Regions from separate parts of the Sus scrofa genome. Here region 1 is linked to region 2. A link is a contact called in public Hi-C data. All regions are on one chromosome and are shown on one strand. Each heading gives the region's core, a stretch centred on a gene start, on an enhancer-like site or on the middle of the called end of the contact. The rest is flanking DNA. Distances are from core to core; before and after follow the strand shown. Region 1 overlaps FAM20A (pseudokinase FAM20A). Region 2 has its middle 110 kb from the start of FAM20A.

The links. Hi-C and Micro-C count contacts between places; a contact is called where the count stands out from the background.
Region 1: a Hi-C map of retroperitoneal adipose tissue shows a contact between it and region 2, with 2.3 times the contacts expected there. The contact joins two enhancer-like sites. A contact is called at or near these places in 17 of 47 Hi-C or Micro-C datasets (alveolar macrophages, blood, embryonic fibroblasts and 10 more) and 2 of 2 datasets of contacts at active chromatin or transcription factors (alveolar macrophages and skeletal muscle).

What each region holds. Positions count from the first base shown.
Region 1 is chr12:11,641,839-11,647,966 of Sscrofa11.1, reverse strand. FAM20A (pseudokinase FAM20A) reads right to left here. Exons shown (of 11, transcript XM_021066715.1): 2 at 4,091-4,275; 3 at 3,344-3,394; 4 at 1,830-1,908. Among named protein-coding and RNA genes, the nearest start is that of PRKAR1A, 36 kb to the left of the region's middle. Within about 2 kb of position 3,411, at least 13 of the 83 cell types and tissues checked have an H3K27ac peak or open chromatin away from gene starts, as enhancers often do. A contact at or near this core is called in retroperitoneal adipose tissue and subcutaneous adipose tissue, where this site is marked.
Region 2 is chr12:11,494,843-11,500,737 of Sscrofa11.1, reverse strand. No RefSeq gene overlaps it. Among named protein-coding and RNA genes, the nearest start is that of FAM20A, 110 kb to the left of the region's middle. Within about 2 kb of position 3,222, at least 25 of the 83 cell types and tissues checked have an H3K27ac peak or open chromatin away from gene starts, as enhancers often do. A contact at or near this core is called in retroperitoneal adipose tissue and subcutaneous adipose tissue, where this site is marked.

The sequences.
Region 1 (6,128 bases), core at 2,162-4,661, 150 kb before region 2:
AAGGTACATATTTAAATTGACCAACGAACTCAGGTTTTGGATTTTCCATGGAAAAATGGAGGATCTCCTTATATGGCAGTGGGTTTTCTTTTTTCTTTTTTTGGGGCTTGCACCCTTGACAGCACTGGATCCTTAACCCCTTGAGCCACCAGGGAACTCCATGGCAGTGTTTTTTTTTGTTTTTTTTGTTTTTTGTTTTTTTTTGTCTTTATGCCTTTTCTAGGGCTGCTCCCGTGGCATATGGAGGTTCCCAGGCTAGGGGTCCAATTGGAGCTGCAGCCGCCAGCCTACGCCAGAGTCACAGCAACGTGGGATCCGAGCCGCATCTATGACCTACACCACAGCTCACGTCAATGCCGGATCCTCAACCCCCTGAGCAAGGCCAGGGATCGGACCCACAACCTCATGGTTTCTAGTCGGATTCGTTAACCACTGAGCCCCGACGGGAACTCCATCCACAGCAGTGGTTTTAAGGCTGACTGGGCATTGAGATCACAAGGGAGCCCTGAGACCAGTCCTACTGGACTCTGAGGGTGGGACTGGGGCATCAGGATTTTTTGTAAGGCTCTTCGAGTCATTCCAATGTGCAGCTGATGTCTTACAAAGCTCTCCTTAGTACTTTACAAGCCTAAGTGTATAAGCGCTTAGTATTTGATAAGTGCTTTTGCCACAGTGCAGAGACTAAGATGCCTTATCCAGCAGTGCTCACTCCACCACCAGAGCCACCTGCTGGGCTTTCAATAGGCGTCTCTGTTGATGGGAGGTTTGGAACCTAAGTCACCCTGATGGGATTCCACCAGAAGCCAGTGCATTCTGGCAGAAAGCATGACTCGGGTAACAGGAACCCTTCCCGGGTCATTTTCTCTGGGGTGTGTCATCTCCAGGGGACCATTCCTGATTCAGGACACGCACACCTATGGGCCATAGACCGTGTGGGGGCCAGGAATCCATATGCAAACTCATCTCTGTCCAAAGACTGAACACGTATTATTTCACCCATGTGCATACACTACAAAATGTTAAGGGCCTATAGTTGCTGTTGTTATGAATAAAATAGAACTTAGAATTGTGATTGATGACGTTCCTGTCGTGGCTTAGTGTAAAGAGTCCGACCAGTACCCATGAGGACGGGGGTTCCATCCCTGGCCTTGCTCCGTGGGTTAAGGATCTGGCGTTGTTGTGAGCTGTGGTGTAGGTCACAGATGTGGCTCAGATCCTTTGTTGCTGTGGCTGCGGTGTAGACTGGCAAGTGCAGCTCCGATTCTACTCCTTAGCCTGGGAACTTCATATGCGGTAGGTGCAGACCTATAAAGACAAACAAACAAACAAACAAAAAGCGCAACTGACTTCCGAGTAGCCTTTCTTCATTGTCTAGTTTTTCAATCAGAACAAACAGTATTATGAAGATACTAGGATACTTTTTGAGGGTCCCACCTTGGACAAAAGTGAGGCTCAACCATGCGGTAGAGTGTGAATTTAGCGATCCAGCTGCCTGCGTTTGAATCCCGGCTCCACTGCTTGCCGCTGGGAGGCAGCAGCGAGCTGACCTCCCCCAGCCTCAGTTCCTCATCTGTAGACACAGGACCTGACTCATGGTGCATAATCCAGAGACACAATTCATGCCAAATATGTAGGCTTACCAGCAAAGACCTGGCTCTTACCATTTGTAATTATTATCAACCAAGCCGTTACACGCCTGGGCAGATCGCCCGAGAGAGAGTCTGTAAAGGACTGGCTTAAAGACTTAGACCGCTTTATTAATGTTTGGGCACGACTCCCCCGCGCAGGCGCAGCTGGGCGCAGATGGAGGGAGGAAGGCAGTCCCTTACCTCATGGGTTTGAACATGGCCTTCCCGAAGTCCGAGAACCTCAGGACCAGTTTGAGGTGGACCCCACTGGGTTTCACGACTGTAGGGGGAGAAGGGGGAGTTAACGAGGCTTCTGGGCCCAAGCCGGGGGTTCTGACCCTGGGTTCATTCAATAAACCCAGCTCATGTCTTCTCTTGGCTCTTACTTGAGACCCTAAAGTCGAGGCTTTCCTTTCAAAGCCCGCAGTGTACATTCCATCGTGTCGGGCCCTGGAGGATGTGTCCAGGGGCTCAAGATAATACCTTTTGTGCTATTAGGGGAAAGGGGCAAACAATGCAGGTATCTCCAAGGGACACGCCCTGAAAATCCCAAAGGATGTTTTCCTAAGAACAAACCTCTCCTCGCTGTGCTTCAACCGCGCCTTAGAGATTCTGACTACGTGACATCACATTAGACTCGTTCATTGATACCTCTTCCTATTTAAAACTGGACACCTGCTCTTTGGGCGACCCTGACAGGGGGTGTTGCCTCCCGACATGTGTCCCGGGCCCCTCACTGGCCTGGCCCTGTCCTGGCCCTGCCATAAGCCACGTGAAGGCTGGCACAATGCCTCGCTCACCTTTGCCTTCTATAAAACGGCAAAAGGCAGGAGCTAAACCAAAGAAAAGGGAAACCCCAGGCCCTACAAGCTTGCATCTTTCAACAAGTCATGACACACAAAATTTCCGACCTGTGTTCAGTATGCTGAGGCAAATGGCTGAGGCCACTCACAGCTGGCAGTGACTGGCAGGGGCCGAGGGACAGACTCAGTGTCCAAGTCACCCTGGGCGGGGACTGTGCTATAGCTATTTTACTCTGTTAATCTTTTAACCCAGTGGGTCTCAACCTTGGTTTTGGGAGAATCGCCTGGAGGGTTTTTAAAATGCCAATGGCTGAGCCTCACCCTAGGCAATTGAATTCAAACCTCCTGAGGTGGTGGCCAAGGCCGCAGCACTTTTTAAAGCTCCCCATGTGACTCTAACCTGCTCTAACCTGCTGCGGAGCTGAGAACACCTGTGCCACTGCTTCTTAAATCGAAGACGCGCTCCAACGTCTTGAGGATTTTGTTAAAATCCAGCTGCTGATTCAGAAAATCAGGGTGGGGACTGGGATTCTACATTTCTAAGGAGCGCCTCGATGGTGCCAATGATGCTGGGCCGTGGGACCCCACGCGCGACCCCACGCGCAGCAGCAGGGTCCCACACAAGAGCTCCCCTTAAACGACTTTTCTTTTGTGCAGGTAGGTGGTGGGGAGAAACGTTGGGTTCCCACTGACTAGGCAGAGGGAGTCATGCTTTTCAATTCTCCTCCAGGAGACCAGGATCCCCACGGAGTGGCCAACGGGACCTTCACGTCGATGCCGGGTACTGGGGATTGCAGGGCAGGGATGGTGAGGGGGTGGGTGGAGGCGGGGGCCAAGGGGCGGGGCATGGGCGGGCTCCGGGCCGGGCCGGGGGCGGGCCGGGGAGGGGCTGGGCGGGGCCAGAGTACTTACTCTGGGTGCAGTCACAGGCTCCAAGCAAGGCTTTCTCGTCCTGACTGTAATCTGAGAAGGAGGAGAAGAGCAGGGAGAAGGTCGAGCCCGGCTCCTCGGAAAGCCCTTGACTGGGGTTCGGACACCAAGAGAGGCTGTGAGGCAGCCTGGGGCCCTGGACCCTTCAGTAGGGGATCTCCCCGAGCCCCATTCTGGTCTGCAGGCTCCCACGCTGCTCCATCCAGGACCCATGCCCTCTAGCCTTTCAGTGGACACTCCAGCAGCCTCTGGTTGGGAAATCGATGCTAGGTTGGTGTCTACGAATCACTCTGTGTGTCCCTTAGACTCTCGTAGTGCTCAAGAGCACAAACCTAGAGACAGCAGGCCACCATTGGCTCCTCGGCCAGTTGCTTAAACCCTCGGAGTCTCAGTTTTCCCATCTGTAAAATGGCAATGATGATGGCTCGGGTCACTGTATAAGAAAGGGTTGCCTGGTTCTGAAGAAGCACTTGATGAATGGCAGCACCCCCTTTCCCTAAGCTACAGAACACCTCCTTATGCCTCCCTTATGGGGTCGTGATGAGATCGTGGTTAAAATCTCCTTCAAAGGGGAAAAGATCAATGCCTACGTTTTTCTTCTTATTCTGTTGGGTGTCAGATTAACCCTTTACTCTCCCCCCCCCCACCCCCGGGAGTCCAGCCTGAGATGGTTTAGCCAGCCTCTCTGGGAGACAGTCAAACCATCCCGCCTGGTCCTGGGACCCTCACCAGCACTGATGGTGGGAAAGTGCCTCATGTCGTGGAGAAGTTTGCTGACGACGGGACTGGACCGGGAGTAGAGTCCATGGCGGTTGATTCCCAGGTGGAACTGGACCCAGCTGGCCTCCAGTCGGAACTGCACTGGGGGGTCCAGGGAAGTGAGGTTCAGCTGCTCTTTATATATCTTGTGTCGTCTGAAAGAGAAGGAAGAGATTTCTTAAGTCGGGGGAACAGGAACAGAGGGACCTGCCAGAGCGCCTTGTTCAGACTCTCCGTTATTCTTTCAAGGAGAGTATGAAATACCTCACATGTACCAGGCTTGATGCTGTGCCTAGGATACCACAGGGGGCAACGCAGCCACATGCCCTCTTTGCCCTCTGAGAGCTTACAATCTAGTGAGCCAGACAGGCAGTTACACGATGCCACACACACGTGCACAGATACCTAACCACAAACCATGACAAACACTGTGAAGGAAAAGCACACACAGTTAAGAGCAAAATGAGGTGCCTCGTGTTATCTGAGATCTCAGGGAGTGGTCCTGGGCTTCTCTGGGCACCTGCCTGTGAAAACGTCCCTATCTTGTATTTCCCAGTATTTCCTGACCTACGGAGTCAGGAGATCGGAGAGAGAAGGGAACTGGTAAGAATGAAAAGAAGGAGGGTCAGGATCTTTAAATAGAACTGGAAGCTGACTGAGATTAATTAATATGTCACATAAGAAAAGAAGAATTCATTTGCCATGTACTGTTTGTCCGGCTCAGGAATCTTTTCGGCAGGGGTAAAAAGAAAAAAGTAAAAACAAACAAACAAACAAAATTCCACGGCCACATAGAGGCTCAGAGTCTAGTTTGGGGTACAAGTTGTATGTCTTTGGAATAATCAGAGCAAAATATATGGCAATTGTGAATCAATTGCTAGACATATGTTCCAATGAAAATGTCTCAGCAATTTGGAGAAGAGAAAGATGATTATATGGTGAAGTAGTCAGATTATATGAGGAAGACTCCAATGGGAGAAAGTGGATTTCAGCTGGATTCCGAAAGGTGGCGTTTGGATTGAAGTGTGTTCTTGGACAGGGGACAACATGAACACTATGAGAGGCAGGCAAGGGACAGGGACATCAAAGGATTAGAGAGGAAGGTTGAATAACGAGATGGTGGAGTGAAAAGCTGGAAGCCTTCGGATGTGGAAAGCAAGTCAAGTTAGGCTATGGTGATTGTGACGGCAGGTGCGAGGATAGGGGCAGAGTTTGGGTGTTCATTGCATCATAGGTCTCAGACTGTGACACCTACCTGGGAGGTCTGGGATGGGGTGAATAACAGCACAGATGTGGTCAATACTCTTGCCGTGTCCAATCTCCTCACTGGTGAATAGTTTCAAAAATTACTTTCAGGAGTTCCCTTTGTGGCCCAGCAATAATGAACCCAACTAGTATCCATGAGGATGCGGGTTCAATCCCTGGCCTTGCTCAGTGGCTTAAGGATCCCACATTGCCACGAGCTGTGGTCTAGGTCGCAGATGCGACTAGGATCCTGAGTTGCTGTGGCTGTGGTATAGGCTGGCAGCTGCATCTCGGATTTGACCCCTGGCCTGGGAACCTCCATAGGCCACAGGTGTGGCCGTAAAAAGAAAAAAATATATATTAAAATAAATATAGGCATGTTGGGGGGAGAAAATGAAACAGTCATTTTTTTTTCTTTTTAAATCTTTTATTCTTAGGCAAATCTAATCTCAACCTATACTCACTGATTTTTTTCCTTTTTTTTTTAAATTAAAGTACAATGTTGTGCCAATTTCTGCTGTAGAGCAAAGTGACTCAGTCATACATATATTTACATTCCCTTTCTTTTCTTTTTTTCTTTTTTTTTTTTTTTGCCTTTTCTAGGACTGCTCCCGTGGCATATGGAGGTTCCCAGGCTGGGGTCTAATCAGAGCTGCAGCCGCCAGCTACAGCCACAGCCACAGCAATGCCAGATCCGAGCTGCGTCTGTGACCTACACCACAGCTCACGGCAACGCCGGATCGTCAACCCACTGAGCAAGGCC
Region 2 (5,895 bases), core at 1,973-4,472:
AAGGTATCCTGAATGTCTCTAGATACAGAGGTCACTAGTCCTGTATATGATATGGCTTTTTTGGGTGGGGAGGGGTGTGAGTGTGCGGAATTGATTAGTTCTTAAAAGAATATATCTGATCAACAGAAGAGGGGCTGATTCTATCAGGTCGCCTTGGCCGTTGAGGCTTGGCACTTGTTCTTTAAAGAAGAACGAAGATTATTATCCTGATATGAAGGTCTGCCAGAGGCCCAAAGTGAAGACATGTCTTGCCGACAGCCTCAAAGCCCATGAAGAGGCCTGAGAGACTTGCCCAGCACGGGACAAACACCCCAGTCCCCTAGTTTTATTCCAAGACAACATATTTTTCTGAGATGGTCCAGGACATTTCTACAGAGTTTGAAAACTGTCACATGCAATTGTCTTCAACAACAAATTGCTGCCACACAGGGTCCCTGATATAAGGCCCTTGTCTTCTCAAAGACTTCAGACTAAGTATGTCTTTTTTTCATGGCTCTTATGACTATGACAGTCTACCAGGGGTGGTGTAGGAACTTGAACTAGGGGGCAAAGCTGCTTGCTCTTTTGGACAAAGAAAAGGGGTGACACGTGCGTTCCTAGGAGAACGTTGGGGCTTTTATCGTTAAAGAAAAAAAGCATTACTGCCCTAGGGTTATGGCTTTGGTTGGGAGGGAGCTGAAGAATAGAGCTTTTCTTTCTTTCTTTCTTTTAAATTTTTTGGTAATCCAGCTGTCTTTCAAAGGACTGAAGGTGGCTGAAGGACACTTTCAAACAATCGGGAAGGGGAGGTATCCACTGATGCCAGTGGCGGAATAGCTGACAGGGCTCAAGGTGACCTTGAGTGGAGATGCCTGTGTGAGTTGGAAAGGATGGGAAAGGGCCCATCAGAAGTAGGAAAGAGCGGATGCTCCTACCGTGGTTTAGTAGGTTAAGAACTTGACATATTGTCCGTGAGGCTCCAGGTTCGATCCCAGGCTTCGCTCAGTGGGTCAAGGATCTGGGGTTGCCACAAGGTCACAGAGGCGGCTGGGATCCTGCGTTGCTATGGCTGTGGCATAAGCTAGCAGCTGCAGCTCCGATTTGATCGGCTAGCCTGGGAATTTCCACATGCTGCAGGCATGGCCAAAAAAAAAAAAAAAAAAGAAGAAGAGAGCAGCTTTTAATCTACTCTCTGTTTTATAATCTCAGGCTCGGAAAACTGCCATGGGACTTGGCTTTTGTCAACTATCAGGATGCTGTGGGTGACCACAAAAATCCCACTCACTCTAAGACTAATGCTGTGAACTCTGGAATTCCCCAGCATGGCAAGGTGGACCACGAGTGGAGGTCTTTGCCTACACACCCAACCCTAGGCTACACAGAGGGATTATACTATTATTCAGCATTTCCAAAAGGCTCTTCCAAGGACGATGACCCCAATGATGCAAATCGAGAGATACTCCGGGAAAAAGTCATGTATGTTTCAGTAAGTTTGGAAAACATGTGGTTAAAGGAGTTAAACCATTTATTTCCTACAGGATGTCTCAGGGCTCCTAGTCTGCCGTGCCGAATTGTGTATCTCTAAGAAGGAGACGGTGTGTTTATTTCTGCAGTCAGGCTCCAGTGTGAAAAGTAGGTGATTCTGCATACTCTTGGGTTATACCAGTAACTCTACATTGTTGCCTCTGCTTAAAACTACAGAATCCGACATGGATTTGTGTCCTTGTGGGACCGTGTATGCTCTAAGAATAAACCAAACCAATGCCATATCTACAAGGAAAGGATTGTTGGCGGGGGGGGGGGGGGGAATTGGGTTGTAGGGAGGAAGAAGGCAGAGATTTGGAAAGTCAGCACCTCTGATTAAAGGTCAAGTGTCCATGATTCTAATTCTGAATCCTGGGATGACCTCTGCAGGGTCGCTCAACGTTTCTGGCCTGGTTTCCCCATACGCAAAGCAAAGCAGAAACCTGAAATGTAAGGGCATCAGAGACTTGGCGAAGATGACAAGGATTAAGCAAGCCCATGCCGTTAAAATGTTTTGAGCTCTGTGGTCAAATACATGGCCTAATGACAGGGTATGGTCTTGGCCACCAGCAGGATTAACTGAGGGGTTTGCCCAGCAGGCACAGACAGACTCTGTTCCCGCAGAACTGCGGGCAGCTGAAGTCCTGTGCAATCCGTGTGAGTCACGCCCTGTATGTACAAACACGCAAGCTGGCACCAAGGCCCTGCCCTGGGGCTATCATGGCTCACCTCCCCAAAAGACAGCCCTGAAGACTTGAAAAGAAAGGAACCCTAAACCGTGAGAGGTGGCCTTTCTGCTGGAGCAGGCAGAAACAAGACAAAATGGTACCTTCAACCCATATGGTACCCTCTTAGGGCTTTTCCTACACACTGGCAGTTTTAGGGCACTGCTCCAGTGGTTATTTGCCTAGTGTGTGCTAAATCCTACCAAAAAGATGGGATGCCCAAGAAAGGATACATCTAAAAAGTAATTTTCGGTGTCGGTGGTGGTGATGGCAAGCTTGTGTACACTGGGCATTAGGCAGTATCCTTCGTCTATATTTTATGCTTCCTCCTCCCTTGGCTGAGTCACTGGAGTTTCTTGGAATTAAAAAACCTGTGAGGCGTGGCCCGCAGCAGAGAAGCCTGATTCCTTTGAGTAGAGCAAGAGCGCCACCTTAAGTTGCATTCGAGTACTGCAGCCTCTACTTGAAAAGCTGTTCTGAAATGGAGCCCACGGAGAGACCTGATTCTCGTTTGCAACAAGCAGCAGTGCCATGGGAGTCTCAGGACTCGCTAGAAATCTTAAATTCTAACTCGCCATTTTGATTTCCATCATCATTTTGGGGCTCCTGGTTAATGACGTCCTCCCTCGAGACTTGAATTTAACCCCAAGTCCCAAAACAGATCAGATCCTTGAGCCGTTTCTACACAGCGGAGAAAACAGGGTGAAACGATTTGAAGCTTTCTTTCCTGGGGCTTCTTGCCAGGTGGGCTGCGCTGGTGACTTGTCCCTGTTGTGCCTCTTGCCTTCTCTCCACATTGTCCCCCAGCCCAGCCTCTGACTCTGCTTGCTTTACCTGTTTCTGTTCTCTGCCTCATACTATCCTAATATGAACCAGATGATACCGTCAAGAAATCGGTTGTGATGTCTAAGCGAAGACAGTCGGTGGATGGAGGATGCTCTTACCGAGGAATGTCGGCTTCGGGATGTTGGTTTCTAGTCTAGCCGTACATCAGAGGGACTGTGCGAGTCTCCTCTGTAGAGGGCGCCACAGTGATAGTTGCTAAGACCAGCCCGGATTGAATCTCAGCTCTGATGATTTATTTATTCATTCCGTATTAATTGAGCATCTGCTTCTGTTAAATACTGTTCTTGTGTGGGGGATTTATCAAGGAATAGGAAATATAAAAATCCTTGTCCTCATGGAACTTATGCTACAGCAGAAGGAGGCCAAGAGTAAGCATTATAAGCAAGGAAATCGGAGCTCCCCTTGTGGCTCAGCCAGTTAAGAACTCAACGTAATCTTCATGAGAATGTGGGTTTGATCCCTGGTCTCGCTCAGTGGGTTAAGGGTCCAGCATGGCCACAAGATGCGGTGTAGGTGCAGATGCAGCTCAGATCTGGGGTTGCTGTGGCTGTGGCGAAGGCCGGCAGCAGCCGCTCCTGTTGGACCCCCAGCCTCCAGACATCCACATGCCGCAGGCGTGGCCCTAAAAAGAAAATAAATAAATAAATAAAAATTTAAAATGAGCCTAGATAAAGTTACCAAGGGAATGAGTATAAGGAGAAGCAACATAAGGAAGATCCTAAAACAGAGGTTCTTGGCCGGGGGTCTGACTAGTGTCTTAAAGAGGAGCGTCAGGAGTTCACGCGAGAACTCGTGCATGGCAGGTCAGAGTCGATTGCAGTATTTGCGCCTTTAACTGCGAAGGCACTTCCATGGGTGTCTTAATTGTCTGTGACACTTTTTTGTCTGTGTGCAGCCTACTTCCCCAAGACTCAGTTTTCCTATCTACAAAATGGGTATAATTACAGCACCTCATAGGGTTATTGTGATCATTGAATGAGAAACTATAAGTAGGGTACTTAGCCCAGTTCCTGGCGCAAAGCATGTGCTCAAAAACCTTAGCTCAATACAAGCTTATAGTAGCATTTGAGTCAAGATTCTGCCGCCCACCGTGGGAGAAACCAACTTTGCAGATTCTGTCTTATCCAGGCTTATTCTGTTTGAATTTCTATAGGATCTATAAAAACAGATACAATATTTTCTATGGGCGATAAAACAGAAACATAAAATATTGAAAGGAAACCCCACACAATGGAATAGACACATTTTCACCAAACACACTAAGGTCCTAAAAGATGCAAAGAAATTCTGAGCAGCAATTGATGATGAAGATGATGAAATTTTTGATAACAGTTAAATGTAGAGAGTGTCAGATACTGTTTTAAGTATCATGTAGTAATTTATTTCATCCTCACAACAACTCTTTGAGGCAGGTACTAATATGATCCTCATGTTATAGCTGAGGACAGTGAACCCCAGAGAGGTTATGTGATTTGTCCAGTGTCACCCAGCTGGTAGGTGGCAGAGCTGGGGTGAATGGAATCTGACTCCAGGGTTCCAGGGACCACAAGAATGGACCCTTGGTATCTGAAGTCATCCTGAAAAGAAACGGAAGGGAAGAGGGCAAAGAAGAGGATACTTGGCATTTGCTTAAAGCCAGAAAGGTGTAACTGCACGCTTAGCGAATGGCAAGATTCCCATTTGCCTTAGTGGTGGGGCTGGGAGTTTGGGAAGTGACGCCAGGAGTGTTAGGTTTATGCCAGAATGCAGAGGGCTTCATGATTTGAGGTCAAGCGGCTTGGCTTGAATTCTATGGCTTATGAGAAGCACAGACTTGTTGTAGCAAGATTCCTTGGAAAGGGCTTATCTGAATTGCTTGAAGGAGAGTAAGAGCAGAGGTAGAGAGTCTTGTTATAGTGCAGTTTTTATCAACTGCCAATTATAGACCCTAATTTAGAAGCAGGGCTGCAAAAACACAGTGCTTCCCCCCCCCCCCCAGTCACAGTGTGCCTCCTGCATGACTCTTTGTAGTGTCCACTTTGGAAGATGGAGTGAAAAAGCATGGGTTTGGGCCCAAAGAGACCTACTGTTCTTTGGAAATGATGGGCCAGGAGGCCCTGGCCAGTTCTCTAAGTGCCCGCCTCAATTTCCTTACAAGATTGTGATGCGGATTGAATGAATTGGGAGAAACAGTATTGCCCACCAGCAGCATTAACCTCAATATAAAAGAAGAAAAGCATGCCTGCTCCATTAAAAAAAAAAAAAAAGACATTCTTTGCTTGGAAACAATCGTCTATAAAAGTCCGAGATTCATTTGCCCTGCAGAGGGCGCTATTTCTCCTCGCCTAAACTTTTATTTTTATTTTGTAAATATTTCAAACACATCAATAAGGCAAAGAAGCTACATCCAAGGAGGGCAGAAATGAAGAAAACCTTAGGTTCTGTATTGACCATAAATGTCCGCTGGGAAGGAGAAATCATCAATGATACACTTGACTGTTGCTAGAATTTGTTTCCTTAGTTTGCCTGCGCTGGGGTTGGGGGTTGTGCATTAAGGGTCAGAAGTTCCCGCTGTGGCTCAGCAGCTCACAAACCCTTACGGATGGGGGTTCAATCCCTGACCTTGCTCAGTGGGTTAAGGATCCAGCATTGCCGCAAGCTGCGGCATACGTCTTAGATTTGGCTCAGATCTGGCATTGCTGTGGCTGTGGTGTAGGCTGGCAGCTGCAGCTCCGATTCCACCCTTAGCCTGGGAACTTCCATATGCCGCAGGTGCGGCCCTAAAAAGCAAAACAAGGAAAAGACTGGGTCAGGAAATGAAAGCAGGCAGGTAGTGAGAAAA